Linked DNA regions of Rattus norvegicus: region 2 is linked to region 1. The links are chromatin contacts, called in public Hi-C maps. All regions are on one chromosome and are shown on one strand. The core of a region is the stretch at or near the end of the contact, and the rest is flanking DNA. Distances in the headings are between cores, read along the strand shown. Region 1 overlaps Bckdhb (branched chain keto acid dehydrogenase E1 subunit beta). Region 2 holds the start of Tent5a (terminal nucleotidyltransferase 5A).

The links. Hi-C and Micro-C count contacts between places; a contact is called where the count stands out from the background.
Region 2: a contact with region 1 is called in a Hi-C map of the Rat2 cell line, with 6 times the contacts expected there. The contact joins the promoter of Tent5a here to the enhancer-like site in region 1. A contact is called at or near these places in 5 of 12 Hi-C or Micro-C datasets (the A7r5 cell line, the Rat2 cell line, Schwann cells and 2 more).

Annotation. Positions count from the first base shown.
Region 1 is chr8:93,891,176-93,896,212 of GRCr8, reverse strand. The region is part of intron 9 of Bckdhb (branched chain keto acid dehydrogenase E1 subunit beta); the gene reads right to left. Among named protein-coding and RNA genes, the nearest start is that of Bckdhb, 170 kb to the right of the region's middle. Within about 2 kb of position 1,497, at least 10 of the 93 cell types and tissues checked have an H3K27ac peak or open chromatin away from gene starts, as enhancers often do.
Region 2 is chr8:95,106,095-95,110,962 of GRCr8, reverse strand. It overlaps Tent5a (terminal nucleotidyltransferase 5A), which reads left to right and starts at 1,863. Exons shown (of 3, transcript NM_001106844.1): 1 at 1,863-2,168; 2 at 2,357-2,900; 3 at 3,928-4,868. The coding sequence starts at 2,149. The coding sequence ends at 4,704.

The sequences.
Region 1 (5,037 bases), core at 248-2,747:
CTTTTTAAATCCTACTTGCTAGGGGCTGACTTCCATAAATTGAATCAGGACCTCCAATGAAGAATCTGTGGCTAAAGCAGAAAGTACTAAACCACCACCCCTACCCCCACCCCTACCCCCACCCCTACCCCCACCCCTACCCCCACCCCTACCCCCACCCCAGAGGCCACAGGGGTTCAAGTACTGGTCATTATGTCATAGCTAATGATGTGTCTAAGCGAGAATGGCCTCAAACAGTCTCACGTGTACTCAACACAGGCAAGGAACAGCCAGAAAAACAACATGGAGAAATACAGAGGGGGGAAAGAATGAAGCTGTCCGTTTTGAGTTCCAGGAAGGACCATGTATATATACAGAGAGAAGCTGCTTAAGTACTAACCCAGCCTAAACAGTAACTAAACAGATACTCCTATTTGATAATACATTAGCATTAACGGTCTATATAGTCTGGCTTAATCCTCCTAACGTCCCTGTGGGGGTGACAAGTGAGACAGTCTGGGAGGGTAAAGAGCCAACCTCACACAGGTACGCACACATTGCTATGGACTTAAACCCGTGGGGCTCACCCGATGCAGGTGCACCGTGAAAGACCGCAGTCTCTAGTATTCAAAGACTCTTGCTTGGATCCAAGGTGATTCCGTGGTTTGTTACTCCTGCACCTGTGAACAGGAGCCATGTGTTTCTTTTCGAGCGGAAGTGAGATCTGTTTTTTTCTTTTTTCTTTTTAACTCTCATAAGCAGCAGAAGGGTAGCGAGGAAGAGGGCTCAGACAGTGGGGACTGGACAGCCTTCTTTAATTAGAATCACAGCAAGTGGGTTTGCAGGCTTGAAGACATTTTTTTTTGAAGATGCTTTCTGAGAAGATGTGTATGGTGTGCCTGGAAGGAATTTGTTCCTAGTTAACTTCACTGCGAAGTACGTGAGTGTGGGATCACAGCTTGATTCCAGCCCGGGGCTGTCCACATAAGTTTGATGGTTTCTATAGTGAGTTTCAAATCACAAAAGCACTTCAGAAGAAAAGGAAACCAGCCCCCGTTTATTTATTTCTTTATTTATGAGATAGTTTAGATGAATTTATGGAACTAGGTTTTTTTGATTAAAATATTACCACCTTTTGAGAGGCTGGAGAAATACTTTAAATGCGCAGAGTTTGCAAGTCTTAGTCTGGCTTTGCCTTAAATTGGGGAATAAAATTTAATCTCCTCACAGTAAATATTTTATAGTTGTTCTCCACACTTAACTGAATTTTTTTTAGGACTCTACCACTAGAGAATAAGATCTCTAAAGTATTTAAATAAATGTTTTTTGAGAATTAAATTAAATTCTTTTTTTTTTTAACAACCAAAACAACAGGCAACAGAGCAAGCCACCGAGATGACACAAGTGCAGAATCAGTGTAAACTTTAGTGCAGTACCGGGTCCCTGTCTCAGAGCACAGACACCAGCCTCAGCTCCTGCTTAGTCGCACAGCCCCCGAAGCTGACACTGGGTGCTTACTAAGGAGCTGTGGGCTCCCGGCAGCAGTGGAAAGCGAGCTGAACACGTATGTAAGTTCCATCAAGTGGACACTAACGTGCACAGATGGAGCTGCACGGAGCAAACAAATCCTAGCTGTCTGAGGTAAACATTCCAGCCGCCCCTGGAAAAGTTTCATTTTTAAAAGCGCATGTGTCTGTCTCTGTCTGTCTGTCTGTCTGTCTGCCTGCCTGCCTGTCTCTCTGCGTCTGTGCATACATATATATGTGCACACATAATCAAATGCGTATATGTGCGAGTATGTGCATATATGAATCAGAGTTTCCGAAGCACTTGAATCTCATCATTTTCAATCCCCACTCTCCAAAATGAACACGCTTACATCTGACTTAACAAATCGCCAGCCCACAAGGATTTTCCCTAGGTTTCCTCCAAGGCTAATTACGTAGCAAATCTAATTAAGTGCACATGACTCATCTCAACAGCAGGTACTTCAGTTACTTCGGCACTGCCAAAAGGGGTCCAAAGTGTGTGTTCTCCCGCCAAAATAATCACGCTGTGCGCCAAACTGATAACCGTTAAACACAGCTGCAGAGCAAATGTGCGGTCTCGGTGCTGTAAATACAGTGTTCACACATCAATCTGCTCGCCAGGCAATTGCTGGTTCAGAACTACCGACTGCACATACAGTACTGCACAGAAGGCCCGTGCAGCCCTGCCCGTCCGTCATTTCTCCAGGAGCCTTGCACAGACAGGAGGGCTCCCTGCTCTTAGGAAACATACACCGAAAGTCTGAAAGTCTGAAAGTCTCAAACCGCAAACGCTGAAACGCATCTTTGCTAGACTGGTTTGCTTAAGCTCAACGTGCTTGTAGGAATAAGAGCGTAGAGCATTCTGTGTATTTGAGAGTATATTCGCAGAACAGCTAGCATGGAATGTAGCTAACCTCATTCTTGAAAATCCCAGAAAGTCGTCAACGCAAACTAATTGCATTTAATTGCAATTAAAATTGGTTAGAATACTAACCAAAGCTATGACAAACCAGCACTGCGGAAATTAAACTATATTTCAGTAAGGCGAATAATTTCTGCAGAAGGAAATCCTTTGCAGAGGGGTGCTCCAAGTTCAGTGGGTTTGCGGGTTGTTTAAGGCCATGATCGAATTCCCTCCAGAGATTATGAGATCACCATGGCAACTATTCTTCCCAAGATACGCAAGAACCAGTGTTCTGGAAACATGCTTGTCCTTCTGTGGTGGTAACAATATGACCTAGTTTTAGGGACAAAATCTACCTGGTTTTGTGCAAAGCAAACAACATGTTCATTGACTGAATCACCACCATAGAATATAGCTTCCTTACTGAATGCAAAAATACTGAGATTAGCCATTGTGCTAATGTCTAAACAGAGCGAAGTTTGTGACTTAAGTTATTCAGGATGTTACAGCTGGAGTAGCTAAGAGCATAGGCCCAGGCTGAAGAAAACTGGCCATGAGAGAGCAAAGGGCTTATCAGGACAAAAGTTGGCCAGAGGAAAACCCATATGCTTCCCCACAGCTCTTGCAGTTTCTCCAAAGGGGCACACATTTCAGTGGTTACATGAGCTACGAGTTGCCGTTGAGCCATCTCGTTCTTGATGTGCGGCTGTGACAGATTTGTGAGTTAAGTATCTCGGTTTAGGTTTTGCTTGTTTGCTCTTGTCTTTACTGGCTTGGCTATCAGTTGTTAACTGTCTCAGTGTTGGCTCAGTGAAGACCCAACAGTGCAGAATATCATGCACTGTATCTATCACAAGCCTTTGTACTAGAGATACTCAGCTTAACTACAACTGCTTTACCTTGAGACACTGAAGGACTTAGCTACTGCAAGCACGAGTCACACACACACACACACACACACACACAGAGAGAGAGAGAGAGAGAGAGAGAGGGAGAGAGAGAGAGAGAGAGAGAGAGAGAGAGAGAGAGAGAGTTTATAAAGTAGTCTGAGGAGATTTACTAATGCCTAAACACCTTCTCCTTCCTGCAGTAGATGCTACACTGTTACAACAGCAATCCTACCCTCTGCATAACTTTCCTAGTTCCCCCAAGCCACAAGCAGATCTATGCAAGCCTTTAAAAGAAAGTAAGGAAAGGGGAAGGGAGGGGAGAAGAGAGGGGAAGGGAGAGGAGGGCACGGGGGTGGGGGAAGGAAGAGGAAAGGGACCAAGTCACTGCTTTCTTAAAAACCTTTTTCATCTAAATGTGTCTCTTGCTTTCCTCTATCCCGCTATGGTCATCTGGTGTACCTTCCAAATTCAGCAGAAATGCCCTTTTCCAAGAAGCCATCCAGTAACTTGATATCGATTTTTTAAAAAGAATACATCCATTTTTCTCAATTATTATTACTCAAAGACAACAAGCCCGCACTATAAGACCCCACTGTGTCCCTCCCTGTATGCATAGGAAACACATTTAGGGAGCACGGAAAAGGAAGCAAATTCCAAAGGAGGGGTGCAGAAGGAAACGGGGAGCAACCAGATGGCCACCAGACCAGCCACAACCGGAAGACAGCTACAAGTGGTTTTCATATTTTACACATCTATATCTTATAGAATCCATTCATGTGGCGATGGCACTGCACACTGCTCTCAGGGCTCCTGAGTGAGGAATCTAAAGGTATCATCAGAGATGAATCATGGCCCTGCTGATAATTCAAACTGCAACAAAGATGACGAGAGGAAGTGAGGGGGCACAGTGGAAATGAGCCGATCACGTACGTTTGGAATTTGGAGGCACTCACTCCATTTGGTTGTTAGAAATAGAAGAATGAAGGTCTACTTGAAAAAGTTGAAAAAACAAAAGTGAGGCTCTACAATTAAAAATACTACCCCATGCCCTGCGGCCAGGTGGAATCTTTTCTTGGCTAGCATTGGAATATTCCTCCTCTGCCAGTAATCGATTATATTTACTGTCATAGCCAGCGTCCTAATGACAATGGTACTCTCCCATTTACTGCTTTCCTTTCCTGACGCTCTCTCCCTCGGTGCTGAGTTTTTAATGATTATCTATCGTAAAGAAAAACACTCAAAACCAAGTAACCTAGCAACGCGCACAGAGATCGCATGTCTAATGCCGCCTGCTGCTCTTGTGGAAGGTTCGACCATGCACCCACACTGACATTCATGTGCTTTACTGAGTGGTATGGGAGAAATTCACTCTCTCTCACTGGATACACTCAGCGCTTTCAGCTGCCAAGGCTGGCTACAATGTAGCAAATTGTGAACTGAGCTCCTCAGAATTTTGCTACCTAAAAAAAAAAAAAAATTCAAGGGAATTATGAAGTGATCCAAAAATGAAGGCAAGCTTGAAGCAGAACATTTTCTATGTGCCCAATTACACAAAGTTCAGAAGGGCATGCTTGTTTTCTTCAGCATTTAGAAATTCTGATTTATGAAAATTCTGGTGTTTGGAAATTATATTATTTGGTCTCTGGCTATGCACTGATGTCTGAGACCATTTAAGTAGTTTACAAGTAGCTTTCCATTCATGTTGTGAAACTATGCGTCTTTGTGCAGAAGACTG
Region 2 (4,868 bases), core at 614-3,113, 1.2 Mb before region 1:
CTTGCCTCAGTTTCCCCTGAGAAGGAAGAACTAAGCCAGGGATATCTCATTCGGCAATGAAGCCTAAATAGCATTCACAGTCAGATGGCTGTGCAAGACCTGATCCCGTACGTATGAAAGTTATGAATTTGGGAGGCGATCATTACCTTGTAACCCCTTTATTCCCAATCCCCCATGGCACTGACGCCTTCTTCTTGACCTGAAGACTGTGAGGTGTGTGGGAAGAGCTAAAGGTGGAAGGTGGTGGCTCACAAACGTAATCACATCACTTCAGAGGATGTTGATTTTGAGGCCAATTGGAGCTACCCAGTAAGACTGTGCCATACACGCTCGTGTGTGATTGCCACACACACCCACACACACACACCCACACCCACACACACACACACATTTCGTATATACGAAATGTGTTGCTAGGCACTGCTCATGGTTGGACATGTCCTGAAAGGAAGTAGCGGGATTTGAGAACAATGTAGGGGTCCAGGGATCCTTAATCGCTCAATTCAATTTGGCCTAGGCCGGGCCTATGCTAAGAAAGCCTGGCCTCTAGTAGAGTGTCTTCATTTTGTGGACTCACAGCTCCACAGGGCACCAGCAGGGGGCGGCGTTGTCACGCAGCTAGATCCGCGTGGGCGACACCCTTGCATCCCATCCCTCAACTCAGAGCCACACAGGTTGGGCTTGTAGGCCAGGGCTCCCTAAATTCAAAGGCTGGTTCTCTGAAGTTGTCTAGGGTCATGGGGGTAATGGCTGTTCATTCCAGGACCTCTCTCTAACCTGACTGCCTCGGCCCACAGCCTCTACCTGGAGCAAGGACTGCAAAGCATTACTTTGTACAGAGGCAGCGGGCGGCGGAGGAAGTGGACAAGGGAAAGCCGGAGCTTTCTAGCAAACATTGTGGTGCCAGAGCGCGCAGATAACCTTTTCCAATCCTTAAGCGCTACACTGGCGACTGAAGCTGGAGGGGAGAAACTTCGCGTCTTTTAGATTTGCCCTTTATGGCTGGTAAGGAGCCAGACCCTACCTAGATCATTGAGGTTTTATTCACTCGAGAACTGAGAATCTTAGAGACTGCTAGGAATGCACTTCGTCCCTCGGGTCTGAGCCGAAGGACCGCCACCCTTGGGTCCGCTTTCCTGCACTGCTGGGTTGCGCTCCGAGACCCCGCCGGTTGGCCGCGAGCTCCTGTAGCTGTGTGATAGGTAACGCGCGCCTGCCCGGCTCGCGCGCAGCAGCTGGACGCGCACTCAGGCTGGTTGGCTGGCATCCGACTTCCCCAGCACTTCTGGAGGTTTCGAGAATCGAAACTCAGTTCTCAGTAAACCCTCCCCCTCCCGCACGGAGACTGACGTGCGTGATCAGTTGCCTCTGGAGACTACACTTGGCCCAGGGTCCTTAGTGGAATCGGCGGTCTAGCCACAAACGGACACTGTTGGGGGAACCTCCAGGAGACCCAGAGTTACTCGGCAAATGACGCGCTACACCCGGCCAGAAGGCTAGGCTTGGGAAGTTTCTATAGTTGCATGATTTTTTAACCCTGATCCAGTTTTGATGGACATCTATCACATTTGAGGCAAAGTGTCTCCTCTTCAGGGGTGTGTGTGCGCGTGTGCGTGTGTGCGGACGTGCAGAAATGGACAGATCTACACGTAGGAGCCACAGGCATCTGTCTGTGCACATTAGCCAGGGGCTGCGCACCTTGGCCTGGCTCCAGCAGCCCTGAGCTCGGGCGACTGTCCACCCAGCCCTGGGGGGCGGTGCTCTATGCAAATGAGAGGGTGTGGCGAGCACTGCGCGCAAGGGCCCCGGAAGCGCGGAGAAGCCCGGTATAAAAAAAGTACTGAAGACATTTCCCCCCGCACAACTGCTAAAGCTCCAGAGACGCGAGTGTGCGCGGTGGCATCGGCGGCGTCGAGAGCCGCCACCTCCGAGACCACCGCAGCGGGGGCGCGGGCGGGGCGCGGGCAAGGGGCGGGAACGCTCAGGGCGCGGCGGGGGTCGGCGCAGAGAAGTCTCGGGCCGCTGCCCCGAGCGCACTCGCAGTTCCTGCGAAGTGTGTCCGCCTCGCGGTTCCTCGCTCGCCTGCGCTCCTAGAAGGGGCGGCCGCCTCCAGGTGACACAGACGGGACTCTCGCTTGTGCTTTCCAGATGCATCAGAGATACTTTTGGTGCGGGGCTGCTCTGCGGGGCGCGGCGCGCGGCTGGGCACTGGGGTCGGTGGGGGGAGGAGGGCTCCTATGGGCAGCTCCTGGGACGTCATGATCGGGGAGGGGGAGCCCAGGCCCCTGGGCGGGACCCCGGTCCCCGCACCCGCACACCTTCCTGCCGCTCCCCTAAACCCACTCTTTCCTCTTAGGACTGACCAAGGCCAAGTGGCGTTCGGCGGGCACTACATGGCTGAGAGCGAAGGGTACTTTGCCATGGCAGAGGACGAGCTGACCGGCGGCCCCTACATCCCTCTGGGTGGTGACTTCGGCGGCGGTGGCAGCTTCGGCGACCGCTGCTCGGACTATTGCGAAAGCCCCACGGCGCACTGCAACGTGCTGAACTGGGAGCAAGTGCAGCGGTTGGACGGCATTTTGAGCGAGACCATCCCGATCCACGGTCGCGGCAACTTCCCCACGCTCGAGCTGCAGCCGAGCCTGATTGTGAAGGTGGTGCGGAGGCGCCTGGAGGAGAAGAGCATAGGTGTCCGCGACGTGCGCCTCAACGGCTCGGCCGCCAGTCACGTCCTGCACCAAGACAGCGGCCTGGGCTACAAGGATCTGGACCTCATCTTCTGCGCCGACCTGCGTGGGGAAGAAGAGTTTCAGACTGTGAAGGACGTCGTGCTGGATTGCCTGTTAGACTTCTTGCCCGAAGGGGTGAACAAGGAGAAGATCACGCCGCTCACTCTCAAGGTAAAGCCACCTGATGGGCTTGGGCACAGTGGCGGGCCGGGGGCGGGGAGAAAGCAAGCCGGATTTGCCCTCACTGCGGACCGTTTGGCCGTAGGGAGTACATTTATTTATTTTTTTATTCTTTTTTTCACGAGTGTACTAATGTGCGTGAGTGCTATGGAGTGTTTTAGTTTCCTGGGAGCTCCAGCACCACAACTCTGCTTCCTCCTCTGCGTTTCCTTCTCTTCCTTCTCTCTATGGTTTAACTCTTGACTTTCCTTCCTGGACTCGTGTCCAGAGTATAATGTGATTGGTGGAAGGATGGAATGATGTAAATAATTTTTTTGAGTCATCTTGTGATCTAGACTTTGGGAAAAATAGCAGCCCGAAGCAGAACTGAGTCAATGGTTTTTTATTGTATTGGAAAATATGAATAGATTCCTACTCTGGATTCAACTGACTCCAGCGTTTAAGATATTTGGTGCTTTTCCCTGTGAATTCACGAGTTGAGGGCATAGTAGTGTGCCCCTCCCCTTCGGTTTAGGTGGCATTTTGTATAATTAATTAAAGTTGTCTGAAGGCAATTTAGTTCCTCTTTGGCTGTGAGTGTAGTGTGTTACTGGAGAGACTGATAAGATTGATTGCCTAAGGGGGAGGAGAACTGCGTGGTTGGAGGCAAGGGTGTGAGAGGCGGACTCCACGACAGTGTCTGCCTTTCTGTGGATAGCGAGTGAATATTGTGCCTATTAGACCATCTTCAAAAAATAACATTTGAAGTCAGACATGACAACAGAACGTCTTAGTATGCTGCCGCGTCTGCCAAAAGCCTCAAACTATTACTTCTAGTCTCTTTCCCAGACGGCAAAACTACTCGTTAAATGTATTTTTTCCCCCTGTTTTCCGAAGTCTGTTTAAGCTTGTAGGTAGTGTTTTGCTGAAACTTAACAAAACAAACAGGAAGGGGCAAAATAATTCTCAGCAAAGAAGCATTTATTGTTCCTTTTCCAGCTTTGCTCATTTTTTTCTTGTTTTATCTTTTACATCCTAGGAAGCGTATGTGCAGAAAATGGTTAAAGTGTGCAATGATTCTGACCGGTGGAGCCTTATATCCCTGTCAAACAACAGCGGCAAAAATGTGGAGCTGAAGTTTGTGGATTCCCTCCGGAGGCAGTTTGAATTCAGTGTAGATTCTTTTCAAATCAAATTAGACTCTCTTCTCCTCTTTTACGAGTGTTCAGAGAACCCAATGACCGAGACATTTCACCCCACCATAATCGGCGAGAGTGTCTACGGTGATTTCCACGAAGCCTTCGATCACCTTTGCAACAAGATCATTGCCACCAGAAACCCCGAGGAAATAAGAGGAGGAGGCCTGCTTAAGTACTGCAACCTCTTAGTGCGGGGCTTCAGGCCTGCCTCTGAGGAGATCAAGACCCTTCAGAGGTACATGTGTTCCAGGTTCTTTATTGACTTCTCAGACATCGGAGAGCAGCAGAGAAAGCTGGAATCCTACTTGCAGAACCACTTCGTGGGCTTGGAAGACCGCAAGTATGACTATCTCATGACCCTCCACGGAGTGGTAAACGAGAGTACGGTGTGCCTGATGGGACATGAGAGAAGGCAGACTTTAAACCTTATCACCATGCTGGCAATCCGGGTGCTAGCTGACCAAAATGTCATTCCTAATGTGGCTAATGTCACTTGCTATTACCAGCCGGCCCCCTATGTCGCAGATGCTAACTTTAGCAATTACTACATCGCACAGGTTCAGCCAGTATTCACATGCCAGCAGCAGACGTATTCTACTTGGTTACCCTGCAATTAAGAATCATTTAAAAATGTCCCATGGGGAAGCCATTTCAAAGATAGTAAAATGAAAAAAAAAAGGAAGAAAAATTATGAAACAACACCAAAAAAGGGGAGTGACCCGGCCCTAATTAGGGATGTGTTTTGTGCACTGAGGACTTGCTCCCGATTTTAAAGTTGGCA